2 separate regions of the Salmo salar genome follow, and region 1 is linked to region 2. The links are chromatin contacts, called in public Hi-C maps. All regions are on one chromosome and are shown on one strand. The core of a region is the stretch at or near the end of the contact, and the rest is flanking DNA. Distances in the headings are between cores, read along the strand shown.

Region 1 (4,086 bases), core at 495-2,994, 68 kb before region 2:
CCAGCTTTGTTACGCCCGTCGCTTTGGATAAGTCACGTTTGCCTAAAAGTGTCTGCTAAATGGCATATTTTATTATTATATTATAATCCATTTTCAGACTAAAGGTCGCCTATAAAATAAAGCATATAATAGTAATAAAAACTGCACTTTGTTAAATATTATTTAAAAAAAGGTAGTCTGTGAAACATTGTGGAAAAACCTGGATCACTTCAAATTTAAGAGAACCGTTTTAGGGGATATTGCACTATACACCACCCGAAAACACATACATTTCAATGTATTTGAATATTTGTGTAAGGACACACAAAGTTAAAATTATTTGTTAAAATATGACATTGTCCTTATTTAACAATGCTTACCTTTGGATCCTATAAAAGCCATTGAAGCGTACACTGAGTGTACAAAACATTATGAACACCTGCTCTTTCCATGACAGACTGACCAGTTGAGTCCAGGTGAAAGCTACGATCCCTTATTGATGCCACTTCAATCAGTGTAGATGAAGGGGAGGAGACAGGTTAAAGAAGGATTTTTAAGCCTTGAGATAATTGAGACATGGATTGTGTATGTGGGTGAATGGGCAATACAAACTTTTTAATTGCCTGGTAGTAAGTGCCAGGTGCACCGGTTTGTGTCAAGAACTGCAACCCTGCTGGGTTTTTCAGCATAACTGTTAAGTATCAAGTGTATAAAGAATGGTCCACCAATGTGAAGCATTGGAGTCATCATGGGCCAGTCTCCTTGAGGAACGCATTCGACACCTTGTAGAGTCCATACCCAAACGAATTGAGGCTTTTCTGAGGGCAAAGAGGGAAGGTGTTCTTTATGTTTTGTACACTCAGTGTATATCCAAAGTAATTTATGTAATATTGTTGACATGAGTAAAAATACTATTCGAATTTTCATTCTAATATGGCATTGCTGTTATGAAATTCCTTTTTACCTCTAAACCATTTGGTAAAGCTCTGTAATTTCCAGAATAATCAAACTGGGGAAAAAAACAATTGGAAGTTCTTATTTGACTTGTAAGTAGTATGATTTTAAGGGGGGGTTTAATAACCCTTTCAAGAAAAAGGGTTATTTGCTCAATGGCAAGCACATAGAAAAAGGGAAGCAATAAACACATTGTTGGAAAGCAGTTACACTTTTTTTCTAGTGCACTACACGAAGTCGACACTAGGTGGGGGTGAATTGCCATGAATGTGTTAATGTGTTAAATTCAGGCTTTAAAACAATTTCAGTCTATTTGTAATAATCTGGAAAGTAATAATGGAATGGAGGAGGGCCCGTGTAGGAGGGCCAGCTAACTGTAACTGACACGTTTGAAATCAATAGCAAAAACTATCCCCATAGATGTCAGATATATTTGAGTGATGCAATTACATCGGTTCCCATATGGTCTAGCGGTTAGGATTCCTGGTTTTCACCCAGGCGGCCCGGGTTCGACTCCCGGTATGGGAATGCACTGTTTTAATATTGTCTCGTTCTTGTAGCGCGAACTTGTAAATAAAGCAGGACCGATGTGTTATCAACCTATATTATGAAGTCTGAAATGTATCTTACAGTTCAACTGGACAACACATAGAAGCCTATCCACACGGTCATATTTATAACATAAAGTATATTCCCAAAATAGGCAATGTACCAAAACTGCGATCCCTTAAGTGGGTGGGGTTGAAAGTGTAGCCAGTACTGTTTATACCACACGGGATAGTGTGCATTTGGTTTCAATGTATCAACGTGAGCCACATCCTTGAAGTTGTATGTTAAATACTTTTTTTGTTCGTGATTGTAAATCTAGTTGGTGTTAAAACAATCTGCTAAAGATAATGATTAAGAAAATAAAAACGAGTAGTGTATATCTTTTTCATTTCAGTTAAAAGTCCGATACGTAGTTGATTCTAGCCTATCCCAGTAAGTTTCTCAATATGAGTAACCAACATTACATTATTTTTCACAACGTCCTGTTTTTTTTCTTCAACCGAATCCCTAATGCTGGCCAATCATTTCTTAGGGAAAATGTGACTGCTAGGAATTCCCCACGCATCGGTTTTCGGTAAGAAAAAAATACGAAAATTAACAGTGTAACCTTATGTCAGCCACGCGAACGTAGTGAAACTAGACTTGGCATATTTACTGTACTGATGATGTCGAGCTTCATCTCACAAATGGGATTATTTTTGGGGATAATAACAAGATGCTGATAAGTGCCTACTGAAGATATTATGCTACTGGACGATTTTGATGAAGACATTGTCATTTTAAATGTCTGACACTATAAAATAAGGATTTAAGGTGAGTCTTTGCAATTTGAATTGCTAATGATGTACTTCTAATTAGATTTTTTTTTTAATGTTGTCTTGACTATTAGTCTGGAATGTGTATGAAAAAGTTGTGTTACCCCCGCCCAAGCAGTCCTTTTCATATCGTGGAATGCTCTCCCATTCAGTAAGTTTATGGATTGAGTGCATTTTATATTTTTATTTTATTCATTTCTATATAGCCTACATACGACATTTAATTTATGTAACTCCACTTGTAAATCCACAACAAATAAAATACAAGTTATTTGCTGTACTGCATCTATTCACCTGGTAGACTATAACAAATATAGACTACTTTCATTTCTTAAATTCAAAAGAGTTCTATACACAATGTTCTGCCACTGACCCACATTACTGAACATTTGACATGAAAAATCACAGAGATGTATGACCCACTGCTCTGCTTTATTAACCCTCCTACTGAGAAGCCGTGTCATTCTGTGATACACTCTTAGAAAAGAAAGCTGCTATATAGAACCTAAATGGGTTCTTCGGCTGTCCCCATAGAAGAACCCTTTGAAGAACCCTTTTTGGTTCCAGGCAGAACCCTTTTGGGTGCCATGTAGAACCCTTTCCACAGAGGGCCCTACCTTTCCAAAAAAGGGTACTCCCTGGAACCAAAAAGGGTTCTTCTATGGGGACAGCCAAATAACCCTTTTGGAAAAGTTTTTTTCTAAGAGTGTACCATGCCTTCCATGTGACAGGGGTGCTGTGTGGTAAATGTGAGAGGCTGTTGTGTGCTGCTGACAGAGCTAGCCTGTCTGCAGTGGCTCTAGGTTCCAGTTGCCATTTGTGCTTCATGTGAGTGTGAGGGATCAATTATACAGCCCTGAAAGCAATAGATTGTTAATGTTTCATCTGTTAAGTAAAGACGAGTTCAACTGCACCCTACTGTTGCAGGTATTAGACATCACATTAATAAGCATACCCAATATCTCTCAGACTCTGAAGATACTATTGGAGAATATTCTGTATCATTGCACCAGTGCTTGTATTTCCCTCTGATTTGTAGAAATGGCATATGGTACCATTACCAGTGTTCTGCTGCTCTATCATGAAGTTTGCCATTTAGTTCAAGAGTTTGAGAAAGACCCCGCTCTTTATTGGGCACCCGTATGAACCATGTCTACACATCATGCTCATCTAACATGTTCATCAGTTAAGATATTCTTATTTTCATGTAATTAACTACTTCCAACTGCCAGAATCTACACTAAACTGTGTTTTCTCAAATGACCTGATCTCCTCAACCCATCTGTGGTCAATATAAACGTTTGCCAGATGTTTACATTTTTGGTTTAAGATGCTGGGACTTTGCGAGCTGAGAAATCTCATTGGTCTTCCGTGCCTACTGTTGTCCAGAGAAAAGTAGGGGCGAGACGGGAAAACTTGTGCTCTCCTTATTCGGAGGGTTAGGGGGATGTTTGCGCTGCTCAGCTCAGCCCGTCAACAACAGAGATCAGCTGGTCCCGCTGACCCCCACCCCTCCTCCACTGTCCACCCACCCCCACCTATTCCCCCGCAACAAAGCCCGCCTATCCCAGAGGCCCAGTAGATAATTGGAAATCTCAGTCTTCTGAAACCAATTATCCCCAAACAAGAGCTTCTAAATATACTCGTCTGCAGTGTAGTGGTCTCTTGCATATGTTTCAAGCCCCAGACTCCATGCATAGTTAAAAAAAATCCCATGGTGCCTGCCTCACTGTACATATCCCACCCTCTTTCCCTCCTTCCCTCTCTCTCTTGGTCTCGACAGTCATGT
Region 2 (4,387 bases), core at 10-2,509:
GCAGCTTGTTTGATGGACAGTGTTCAGAAACCTAAGATATTGTTTGTGAAGTTAATAGAACAGTCCCTGAACTCCTAGCTATGTTTACATAGTCTAATTGTTTGGTAATGACTCCTAAAGGTTGAATGATTCCACATAATGCAGTTGTCTGTGTCAGGGTGCTGTTAGTGTACTGTTAGCTTACACTACTGCTACTCTCTGTTGTTATCATCTATGCATAGTCACTTTAATAACTCTACCTACATGTACATAGTACCTCAATTACCTTGACTAACTGGTGCCCCAGCACATTTACTCTGTACCGGTACCCTGCTGTATATACTGTAGTCTCGCTATTGTTATTTTATTGCTGCTCTTTAATTACTCGTTACTTTTATATATTATTTGTACTGCATTGATTTTTAGGGCCTCGTAAAATCATCAGTAAAAGTAAAAAACCCAGAACATTGTTTTGTTATTCCATTTATACCTATTTGTTGTTCATTACACCATTTTGGAATTTTAAGTAAAAATGTTGTTACTGGACTTTCAATGTGACAAGGTATTTGGCTGCTAATGTTTTTTTTTTTGGGGGGGGGTAGTACAAAGCAGCACATAGATGATAGTCAGGCAAAGAGCTGTAGTCTGTCTCCATCTCCTGGTAATTTTCAGAAACTGACACTGAATTAATTTTTTCTCTCTGGCTATGAGAGTGCAGGCAAAATACTTTGCACAATTTCATTAGAGCATTTTTGGTTGTTTGATATTTAGAACAACTTAACCTAACGTAAAGGACCTGCAAGCTATGAGTCCTGCCTGCTCCATGTCCTTTTGGAGCAGGAACTGTAGTCTTTTGGGCATGTTATGGGAAAAAAACAAACAGAAAGAGATGCCATACACACAGCCTCCTTTTGTGGTGCTATTGAAGACAGGAAAATAACAGTGTGCTGACCGAAAATAAAATCTGTGTCTTTACTCCACAAGGAGTCACCGAATGAGAGATAAGAGAAGCTAATCCGGGAAACAAACTGCTATGTCACATTGGTAAACCTACTGTAGACAGTGTTTACCCTACCATTATATAGAGCCAAGTGGGAAACCCCACCTGTTCACAAAAATATTTATATTTAAATAGACCCTGAATGTTTGTTTGCAACCCCTCTGGAAAATAAGATAGGGGTAACACTGGTGGACGCGGTAAGTGTTGAAAGTGAGCTTTGTCGCCACACGCAACAGTTTCTCATATGGCCGTCATACGGTTTGGCCAGAGCTCTGTCAATTTCCTTAGTTGAGAAATGTCAGCTCTTCCTGTGTTGAGAAATGTTGTGCTGGAAATGAGGGGGTGTGTCTGGAATTCCCAGCAATAAGAATGTCCCAGTGGGCCACTGAAACACTGTTGAAATGAGCTCTCCCTCAAATCAAATCAATGCAAATGACATTTTATTGGTCACATTCACATATTTAATAGATGTTATATATATAATTATTATAATTTTTTTTATCTCCCCAATTTCCTGGTATCCAATTGGTAGTTACAGTCTTGTCTCATTACTGCAAGTCCCATATGGACTCGGGAGAGGTGAATGTCAAGAGCCGTGTGTCCTCTGAAACACAACCCAAAGAATGCCGCACTGCTTCTTGACACAATGCCCACTTAACCCAGAAGCACCAATGTGTCAGAGGAATCACCGCACACCTGGCAACCGTGTCAGTGTGCACTGCCCGCCGCAGGAGTCACTAGCTCACAATGGGACAAGGACATCCCTGCCAGCCAAATCCTTCCCTAACCCAGACAACGCTGGGACAATTGTGCGCCGCCCCATGGGTCTCCTGGTCGCAGCCAGCTGCGACAGAGCCTGGACTCAAACCCAGAATCTCTAGTGGCACAGCTAGCACTGCGATGCAATGCCTTAGACCACTGCGCCACTTGGGAGGCCTTAGCAGATGTTATTGCGGGTGTAGTGAAATGCTTGTGGTCCTCGCTCCAACAGTGCAGTAGTATCTAACAATTCACAACAATACACACCAATCTAAAAGTAAAAGAATGGAATTAAGAAATATAGAAATATTAGATTGAGCAATGCCGGAGTGGCATTGACTAAAATACAGTAGAATAGAATACAGTATATACATATGAGATGAGTAAAGCAGTATGTAAACATTATTTAAACCTTATTAAAGTGACTCGTTTTCCACTATTAAGTGATGGCTCTTTAACAGTCAGATGGCCTTGAGATAGAAGCTGTTTTTCAGTCTCTCTGTCCCAGCTTTAATGCAGCTGTACCGACCTTGCCTTCTGGATGATAGTCAGGGTGAACAGGCCTTGGCTCGTGTGGTTGATGTCCTTGATGATCTTTTTGGCCTACCTGTGACATCAGGTGTTGTAAGTGTCCTGGAGGGCAGGTAGTTTGCCCCTGGTGATGCGTTGGGCAGACCCCAACACCCTCTGGAGAGCCCTGTTGTTGCAGTCTGTGCAGTTGCCGTACCAAGCGGTGATACTGCCCGACAGGATGCTCTCAATTGTGCATCAGTAAAAGTTTGGTTTTAGGGTCCAAGCCACATTTCTTCACCCATCTGAGGTTGAAGAGGCGCTGTTGTGCCTTCTTCACAACACTGTCTGTGTGGGTGGACCATTTCAGATCGTCAGTGATGTGTACGCCGAGGAACTTGAAGCTTTCCACCTCCTCCACGGTGGTCCCGTCGATGTGGATAGGTGCGTGCTCCCTTTGCTGTTTCCTGAAGTCCACGATCAGCTCCTTTGTTTTGTTGATGTTGAGTGAGAGGTTATTTTCCTGGCACCACTGTCCCAGGGCCCTCACCTCCTCCCTGTAGGCTGTCTCGTCATTGTTGGTAATCAGGCCTACTACTGTTGTGTCATCTGCAAACTTGATGATTGATTTGGAGGCGTGCGTGGCCACGCAGTTATGGGTGAACAGGGAGTACAGGAGGGGGCTGAGCACACACTCTTGTGGGGCCCCTGTGTTGAGGATCAGCGAAGTGGAGGTGTTGTTTCCTACCTTCACCACCTGGGAGGCGGCCCGTCAGGAGTACAGGAGGGGGCCGAGCACGCACTCTTGTGGGGCCCCTGTGTTGAGGATCAGCGAAGTGGAGGTGTTGTTTCCTACCTTCACCACCTGGGAGGCGGCCCGTCAGGAAGTCCAGGACCCAGTTGCAGAGGGCGGGGTTCAGACCCAGGGCCCCGACTTTAATGATGAGCTTGGAGGGTACTATGGTGTTGAATGCTGAGCTATAGTCAATGAACAGCATTCTTAAATAGGTATTCTTCTTGTCCAGAGGGGATAGGGCAGTGTGCAGTGCGATGGCGATTGCATCGTCTGTAGATCTATTGGGGCGATAAGCAAATTGAAGTGGGTCTAGGGTGTCAGGTAAGGTGGAGGGGATATAATTCTTAACTAGCCTCTCAAAGCACTTCATGATGACAGAAGTGAGTGCTACGGGGCGATAGTCATTTAGTTCAGTTACCTTTGCTTTCTTGGGTACAGGAATAATAGTGGACATATTTAATTAAGTAGGGACAGCAGACTGGGATAGGGAGAAATTGAATATGTCCGTAAACACTCCAGCCAGCTGGTCTGCGCGTGCTCTGAGGACGCGGCTAGGGATGCCGTCTGGGCCGGCAGCCTTGCGAGGATTAACGAGCTTAAATGTCTCACGTCGGCCACGAAGAAGGATAGCCCACATTCCGGCCGTGACCGGGAGACCCATGAGGCAATTGACCCAGCAACGTCTGGGTTAGGGGAGGGTTTGTCCGGACGGAATTTCCTTGTCCCATCGTGCTCTAGCGACTCTTTGTGGTGGGCCAGGCACCTGCAAGCTGATGTACAGCATTTCCTCCGACACATTAGTGCGGCTGGCTTCCAGGTTAAGCGAGCAGTGTGGCTTGGCGGGGTCGTGTTTCGTGGGACGCGTGGCTCTCGACCTTCGCCTCTCGAGTCAGTAGTGGAGTTGCAGTAATGGGACAAGACTGAAGAAATTGGGCAGAAAAAAGGGCTAAAAGTAAAAAAAAAATATTAAAGAACTGCAACGCTGCTGGATTTTTCATGCTCAACAGTTTCCCGTGTGTATCAATAATGGTCCGCCACCCAAAGGACATCCAGCCAACTTGACACAACTGTGGGAAGCATTGGAGTCAACATGTGTCAGCATCCCTGTGGAACACTTTCCATGCCCCGACGAATTGCGGCTGTTCTGAGGGCAAAGGGGTGTGCAACTCAATATTAGGAAGGTGTTCATAATGTTTTGTACACTCAGTCTTGCACAAAATCAGTTGAATGATCTAGCGTTATTACCAGCAGTTTTACATCAATTCTTGCTAGGTTGGTCCAATGAGAAATATGGGTTTACGTAGATACAGTGGGAAGAAAAAGTATGTGAACCCTTTAGAATT

The links. A called contact is a pair of places that touch in the nucleus more often than the background predicts.
Region 1: a contact with region 2 is called in a Hi-C map of gill, with 3 times the contacts expected there. The contact joins the promoter of LOC106611497 here to the enhancer-like site in region 2. A contact is called at or near these places in 2 of 3 Hi-C or Micro-C datasets (gill and muscle).

What each region holds. Positions count from the first base shown.
Region 1 is chrssa09:57,961,172-57,965,257 of Ssal_v3.1, reverse strand. LOC106611497 (ETS-related transcription factor Elf-1) reads left to right here and starts at 1,744. Exons shown (of 9, transcript XM_045723827.1): 1 at 1,744-2,295. It overlaps trnae-uuc (transfer RNA glutamic acid (anticodon UUC)), which reads left to right and starts at 1,390; the gene lies at 1,390-1,461.
Region 2 is chrssa09:57,892,328-57,896,714 of Ssal_v3.1, reverse strand. All of the region lies in intron 2 of LOC106611497 (ETS-related transcription factor Elf-1), which reads left to right. Among protein-coding and RNA genes, the nearest start is that of LOC106611497, 69 kb to the left of the region's middle. Within about 2 kb of position 1,259, at least 4 of the 13 cell types and tissues checked have an H3K27ac peak or open chromatin away from gene starts, as enhancers often do. A contact at or near this core is called in gill, where this site is marked.